Linked DNA regions of Mus musculus: region 1 is linked to region 2. The links are chromatin contacts, called in public Hi-C maps. All regions are on one chromosome and are shown on one strand. Each heading gives the region's core, a stretch centred on a gene start, on an enhancer-like site or on the middle of the called end of the contact. The rest is flanking DNA. Distances are from core to core; before and after follow the strand shown.

Region 1 (3,638 bases), core at 462-2,961, 350 kb before region 2:
AATGTACTAAAGTCAACAAAACTACAGTATCTTCTACAAGAGATTCTAAAAAAGACATCCTGGGCTATATTTTATGTTACACAATATCCTATTTACACACCAAAACACTTTCACAGCATTCAATACATGCAGAGGTCCTGTTGCAACTTTAAGTGATTTGATCCTTAAAATAACTCTATCACGTTAGGTCCATTATATGGACCCAATTCCCAGAGTCTAGAATGTCGAACCAGGGAGTTAAGAAACAAGTCATCCTAATTTCCTAGCAGTAGACAGTTCAACAAAGTATGCCCTTTTTTATATTTGTGTGTGTACGTGTGTTTATGTTTCTGTGGATGTCTGTGAATGTTTGCATGTAGAGGCTTGATGTCAGTCTTGATGTCACTCATTAGGCAACATTCATCTTGTTTTATGAAACAGGGACTCTTCCTGGCCTGAAACTCACAGTTAGACAGACTGGCTAGTCAGTAAAGCCCAGCATGGATGCCTGCCTTTGCCACCTGTGCACTTTGATTACAAACACATTCTCTCACACCCGATATTTTGTTTTTAGCATGGGTTTTGGGGATCATTTTCAGTCCCTCATGCTTGTACAGCAAGCACTTACTTCCCTGACAGAGTTCTCTCCACAACCTAGAAGTGACTTTAACATGCTTGGCCCATATAAAAATCAAGGCATAGAGAAGCTAACTACAACTCTTACGGTTATAAGAAGACAGAGTACAGTGGTCTCTTACTGAGGAACTACAACAAAAGCCCAGGCTCCTAGAAGTTTTAGATTAATTTTTTAAAGGAAAAAATGCAAAAGCTTTAAATCATAGGTTTTGCAACCAAAAGCTCACATCCACTGATCCCAGTTGAATGAAAGTGGAAACTAAAGGGCTTGCCTCTCCACCCCCTGGCAAGTCTGGGCTTTAATTTTACCTAGTTACCAGGGAGTCAAATCACAGGACACCTATCAAAGTGTGCTTTGGCCTTTGCTTGCGGCCCCTGTGTTTTCCTGGCCACACAGCAGCCAACACAAAGCCGGAACACCCAGAGGGTGTGTTCAGGGCTTGGCATCACGGGCAACAGAGCTGCCACTTTCCTGTCTCCCTTGGGCAGCAGATGAAGTTGGCATCACACTAAGTGGCCTGTGCTGGGATCAGAGGCTCAAAAATGAAAATCAGAAACCCTGTAGTTTTTCTCTAAGGGAACGATCCACGTCAGGGTTATAGGTGAGCAGGCTGTGTGTATAACCTCTGGGAGAAACAAGATAATCAATCCCTGACAGCTGATATTGTCCCAGACTCCAGGAAGAGGTGATTGCTCTAACAAACATGAAAAGATGAAGCAGCACCCTGGCCTACAAACAGGGTGCAGTGACACCCTAGTGAAAGAGAACGCTGGTTCAGCTGGAGCAAGATCCAAGCGTCCGTGAGTTCCAGTACGGTCTCATGAGAGCTCCAAGTGTGAGCCTTGCTGTGACGGGGCTGACCTCGAAAATCTAGGATGTGTGAACAGTTCTGGGACAGAGTTGGCCGACATAGTTAGGGGCTGGATTCCATTTCTCTGTCACCACCTCTCTACCAACCTAGAAGGCTTGAGACTGCCCTAGGTAGGAGCTTCACGAGTGAGAACACCATTTCTTTCAGCAACTCTAACACCACAAACCATAGCCATTATGTCCAGAGCTGACATAGAGACCAAAGGTCACTCTCAGAACCTCTGACTTAGTCTAGTCTGTTAATATTGCATAACATTTCTGGGGTCAAAAGCTTGAGGCAAGCAGAGACTCAAGTGCAATCTCTCCCTAGTATTTGGAAATGAAATTCAGGACCTACACCTCGCTTTTCCTTTTTCAACTTGAATACTAGTGCCTTCAGGGCACATGCTGTCTGTGCCAAGGCTCTAACCTGGGCTTTGGAATGAAATGATATTGAAAAGCTGTGCAACTGTAGGCAAAAGCCTTATCATCTCTGGGCTGTGTCTATAATCTGTAAAATGGTCATCATGAGATCTTATATCCTTTAGAGTTGCTATGACTACTAAAAGTGACTTGGAACAAGGGACTAAACCCAGTGTCTGAGCCACTGTAAACCTTCATTTCACAGCAGCCCCTGGCCGAGGGCAAGCACAGAAGATTCCTAGGCTGGCTTTTGCTGTGTTTTTAAGCAGGGATAGCAAGTATTCTCTATAAAGCTAGAATATTTACCTAAATATTTACCTATCACCAGAGAGTAAATATTTTAGGTTTTGCAGGGCAATAGATAACATCAAAGATATCATGTTCAAACTCACGTAACAGAATCACCATCCACAATCCTATTAAGGACATTTTAAATTTAATAATAACTGCATACACCCTTCAAAATATGTCTGCATTAATGAGAAGGAAGGATCCCATATTCAGAATAACATTTTGTATAATCCGAGAGGCCGTATAAAAACTCAGAAGCTGTGCCAAAATTGGCAGTGGAAAGGACAGGGCCTTCTGTCCAAAATTTGCCGACCTCTACCTTAACCTAAGTTCCATAAGGGGCTCCCATACAATGTGACACAAATTTCATTCTAAGTCATAGGCAGACTTGCGAGAGGGTCAGGAAGACATGATATGTGTTAACAATACATACTAGCATTATTTTTTTTTTTGAGACAGGGTTTTGCTGTGTAATACAGGATAGTCTTGAACATAGTTTTCTGCTCAATGCCTAAGTTAGCAGAACTTTCGATACTGTCCCATCTGCTTCAGCCACAGCATCTGCTTCAGCCACAGCATCTGCTTCAGCCACAGCATCTGCTTCAGCCACAGCATCTGCTTCAGCCACAGCATCTGCTTCAGCCACAGCATCTGCTTCAGCCACAGCATCTGCTTCAGCCACAGGTACTGAATTGACAGAACCCACTCGTGAGACAGGCATGGGGAAGATGAAAGAAGGTGTGACCCAGCTCACGATGTAGCTCTTCATGAAGGTCTTAGTAATGGAGATATTAGAAGGAAGGGAGCTTTGCCACAGCCAAGCCATGTAGGCTAGAATTACAACTCAGCTTCTCCAGGCAAGTTACCATGCTTCTCTGAGACACAATAGTAAGAGTGCCTGATGTTGGCGTCTGAGCAGTAACTAGTTAATACTGTTTATTATTAACTAGTAACTAGTTAATACTGTTTATTATTAACTAGTTACTCGGCACTGAAAGTGCTTGTCATTGAGAGTGCCCAGAAGTACTGTTCAATAAAACTAGTCTGTCTTGTGACAAGTTTCTTGAGACTGTGTTGTTCCACACCGATCTCAAAAGTGCATCCTTCCCCCAACGTCTAGCCTAATGAGTAACTTAAGTCCGAAGCACTTCTGTTTCAGCCAGCAACCAGTTAAGCAGCACACAGGGAACACTGTATTTCTCCCTCCATGCACTGCATTGCCACAACAAGCAGCTGCTGGGCAATACTAGGTGAAAGGACCGAGAGGGGACGAGCCTCCTGCCCCACTCACTAGGATCCCGGGTGCTGTATGCAGACAATATTATATTTTAATAATTAATTGTTCATCAAAGAAAAAGATGAGGAACAGGGATGCCAAATTCAAAGTTATTCAAATTGCAGAAATGAATAATGCATGACTTTTATATTAAATACACACTGTATTAAGTAGTCTACATTT
Region 2 (3,557 bases), core at 839-3,338:
TATGTCAGGAAAGGGCAGACAAAATGCCAGAGAATGTATGGAGGGGACACTGAAATCGTAAACAAACTGAGAATAATTAAATGAACAGATGGCAAGAGAAAAATATAAACAAGAATTTCAAAAATAATAGTAATGCTAGCACTACCTATAAAAATACACCCAAACAGAAGCCATGGAGCTAATCATGAAAATTCTATTCTGATTTTTAAGAAAGAATGAGGAGTGGGGGATAAATGGTGGGAGACTCGGAACTGAGATGATATATTAATGCAAAATAATCTGCAGAAAAGAGACAGTTGACTAACTCACAAAAATGAACCTGCAGCATAGACGAGACACTCCAGATTTGCGACATTACCCGCCCTGAGCCTGTCACCTCCTCCCCAGTACAATCAGCTTATTCCAACACAGTATCTGGTAGAAATAACTGTAACATGCCTGGGAAAAATATCAGATTAGCTGAAGAATCAAAAAGATGTTTGTTTATGTATGGCAGGGAGAAGCAGAACAGATGATGTTCTCGGCTGCTTTGCCACATCCTAGCCAAACTTGGGATCGCAGTCCTTTGCGCTGAGAGGAAAGGAGTGAGGGGTGGCTATGCAGACATCTGTGGACCACATCCAGGAAGATGCATTGAAGACACCAGTCATCCATAAAGGAAGGCTTGATGCTGGTAAGAGTAGCTTACCCGTTTTGTTCTGAGTTTGCCTTATGGTTTTGTTTGTTTGTTATCACTAGTGAACTGGAGAGATAGATGACCTCATCAGTAAAATACTCACTCTGCAATCATGAAAGATTTTTAGCATTCATCTTTTTTAAGGCAGTATACGGGGCATGCACCTATAATGCTGTGCTGGGAGGGCCCCACAAGCAGATCCCTGAAGTTCAATGGCCAGTCAACCTAGCCAATCAGTGAATTTTAGACTCCTGTCTCTCCCAGGAACTTGCTCTTAATTCTAGTACTAAAAAGGGAGAGACAGGTGAATCTCTATTACTCTGTAACTACTAGGGGCTACACGGTTAAACCTTGTATCAAATTAAAGTAAAAAGACAAACAGAACTGGGGAAATACCTCAGTATTTAAGAGCACTAGCCTCTATTCCCAAGGACCTAGGTTCAACTCCCAGCTCAAAACATGGCAGCTCACAACCATCTGGAACCCTAGTTATAGGAAACCTGATACCTCTTCTGGCCGAGGCGGGTATTAGGCACTCAAGTGCTATGCACACATACATGGCTAAACACTCATATGAATAAAATAGTTTTTAAAAAATAATAAAACTACAAAAAAAGGAGAAAAATTTAAAACCCAACCCTGACCTCTGGCCTACCAACACACACACAGAGCACACTATCAATCAATCAATCAATCAAACAAACAAACAAACAAACAATGATGCCAGCTTGGTATGCTGGCACACAGCTGCTTTCTCAGAACTGAAGAAGTGGAGGCAGAAGGACCTGGAGTTACAGATGAGCCTTGGCCCATGGCAAACCACTATTTCAAAAAACCAAAGCAATAAACCAAAAATCATGTTGTGCCCACTTTATCAGCTTCTCAACCCTTCCTGAAATTTCAATCCCAAAATTCTGAATTCCGAGATCAATAGGAAGACATTGTAGGAAGGCTCAAGACAGAATAAAGCTGGAGGCTCAGTGTCCAGACATTCACAAGAGCCCACACTTTGGTGACCCTCTACCAGCTGTAAAAACACAAGATCCTCTTGGCTCCCTGCCTGCCCAGATTCAATGGTCTGACATCAGAAAACCCTATGCAATAGGACTTGAGTTCTGAGCACTGAGGAACCACAGGATATCTAGAACTCAGCTCCACTCACTATAAACAAATATACATGACTAGGTGCTTCTCTGCCTTCCACTTCCCTCAAAGGATGGTAAAACATTAACAAAACCAAAATTGAGATGAGAGTCAAATAAACTGATGAATAAATAAGCCTCTGAAAGCAACCGTGAACCTCAAACAATCCCCAATTAACACTGACGGTATAGTTTCCAGGACAGTCAGTAAGTATTACAAACATGACACATGACGTTATTACATGTGTAGCAAGCCTGGACCTGTTACCGCCAACCTTGGGCTCAAACAGGTAATCTCAGGAATAAGATCATCTTTGTCCCCAAAGTCACTTGGTGACACTAAATCAAAGGCTCGAATAACAGATGTCTAGGAGTTCATCTCTGCATGAGGAAATAATTTCCCAGTCTCTGTGGGAGCAAGCCTGAATTACAAATCTAGGCTACAACATATTCTAAATACCCCAGGCAAATGTTGTCTTTGTTTTTCCTGCCCACTGAGAAATTATGGCTTCTGCCTTCTCCAAACTATCCTCACAGATCGAGATCTAACAGCTCAGGATCAATTACAGAGAAATATAAGAAGATGCCAAGTCAAATAAAAAATTACAACATACTTCACTCCTGTTTCATTAATAATTTAGCAATATCACAATTATTGATTAGACAGTTGTTATTTGAAATGGATAGCCAATGTCTTATCTTGACAGAGTATGAGGGAGAATAAAAGAGATGTTGATTTGTAATTCATTATAACCAAGAATTTCCTTGCAAATATGCAACAGATCAAAAAAAATCAGATTTTGCACATACTTCATCTAATTGACACTCAGACAGTTATCAACAAGTCAATCACAGCCACATGGCAGAGACAAACAGCTTACTCAGACATACGTTGCTACATAAAATAATTAAACCATGATGCGAATGACTGAATTTTAGAGAGAGAAGAAAATCCAGAAGCCAAAGAGATTCAGAGATGAGAGAGACTCTGAGACAGGTTTTAGCACACAAAGCCTCTGCTCTGGTTCGTCATTGTGTGACTGGGCAACCAGGCGGGCCCTCACCACATTACAGATGAACTCAGGCAAAAGAGGAACTCACAGAGAGGTCACGTTATCCATGAAGGTCCCTAAAGCACCAGTATAACTTTGTTCTCCTGGCTCTTATCTAACTCTACAACCTCTAGAAAATTTGATATGGAGGGTCTTGGTAAAACAGCACACCGAGTTTCATCATTGAGCTTGATTCTCATCCTAATGACTAGTATAAAATGCCTTTTATCCAAGTCTGTGATCAATAGGGAGCGGGTAGTTTGAAGACATGATGGCTCTGGGATGAACCATCTGTTGGCGGAGAGGATAACTTACGGGCTCATCACCCAACAGCATGCCCCACGATAACAGGAGACAAGGACTTTCTTAACAGAAGAACCATCTCAGGGTTCCCACGGTTTAGGTATGGGCTGCAGCTGCCCTCAGTGGTCTTCTCTATTTTCCATGTCAAACAGGGCTAGAGGGTCACACAGTCACCCTCAATGAGTACAGGTAGGAAATATTAGTTCTGTACACTAAGGCAGACACCATCCATCAAACACATATTAAACACAGAACAGAAGACTCATAGCCATGCTGCCTGTATTTCCCCAGATTAGTAGACTAGGTGTCGAGCATTATTTTTATTTCACCTGACCTGTGATAAGCTAATCAACTAACAACCACATCATTTGAGATGGGGCATCC

What was found. Hi-C and Micro-C count contacts between places; a contact is called where the count stands out from the background.
Region 1: a Hi-C map of liver shows a contact between it and region 2, with 2.1 times the contacts expected there. The contact joins two enhancer-like sites. A contact is called at or near these places in 2 of 484 Hi-C or Micro-C datasets (both in liver), 1 of 115 datasets of contacts at active chromatin or transcription factors (embryonic stem cells) and 1 of 9 other capture datasets (embryonic stem cells).

Annotation. Positions count from the first base shown.
Region 1 is chr14:12,102,569-12,106,206 of GRCm38.p6, reverse strand. The region is part of intron 6 of Ptprg (protein tyrosine phosphatase, receptor type, G); the gene reads right to left. Among named protein-coding and RNA genes, the nearest start is that of 3830406C13Rik, 180 kb to the left of the region's middle. Within about 2 kb of position 1,711, at least 15 of the 459 cell types and tissues checked have an H3K27ac peak or open chromatin away from gene starts, as enhancers often do. A contact at or near this core is called in liver, where this site is marked.
Region 2 is chr14:11,757,717-11,761,273 of GRCm38.p6, reverse strand. The region is part of intron 2 of Ptprg (protein tyrosine phosphatase, receptor type, G); the gene reads right to left. Among named protein-coding and RNA genes, the nearest start is that of Gm52128, 190 kb to the right of the region's middle. Within about 2 kb of position 2,088, at least 4 of the 459 cell types and tissues checked have an H3K27ac peak or open chromatin away from gene starts, as enhancers often do. A contact at or near this core is called in liver, where this site is marked.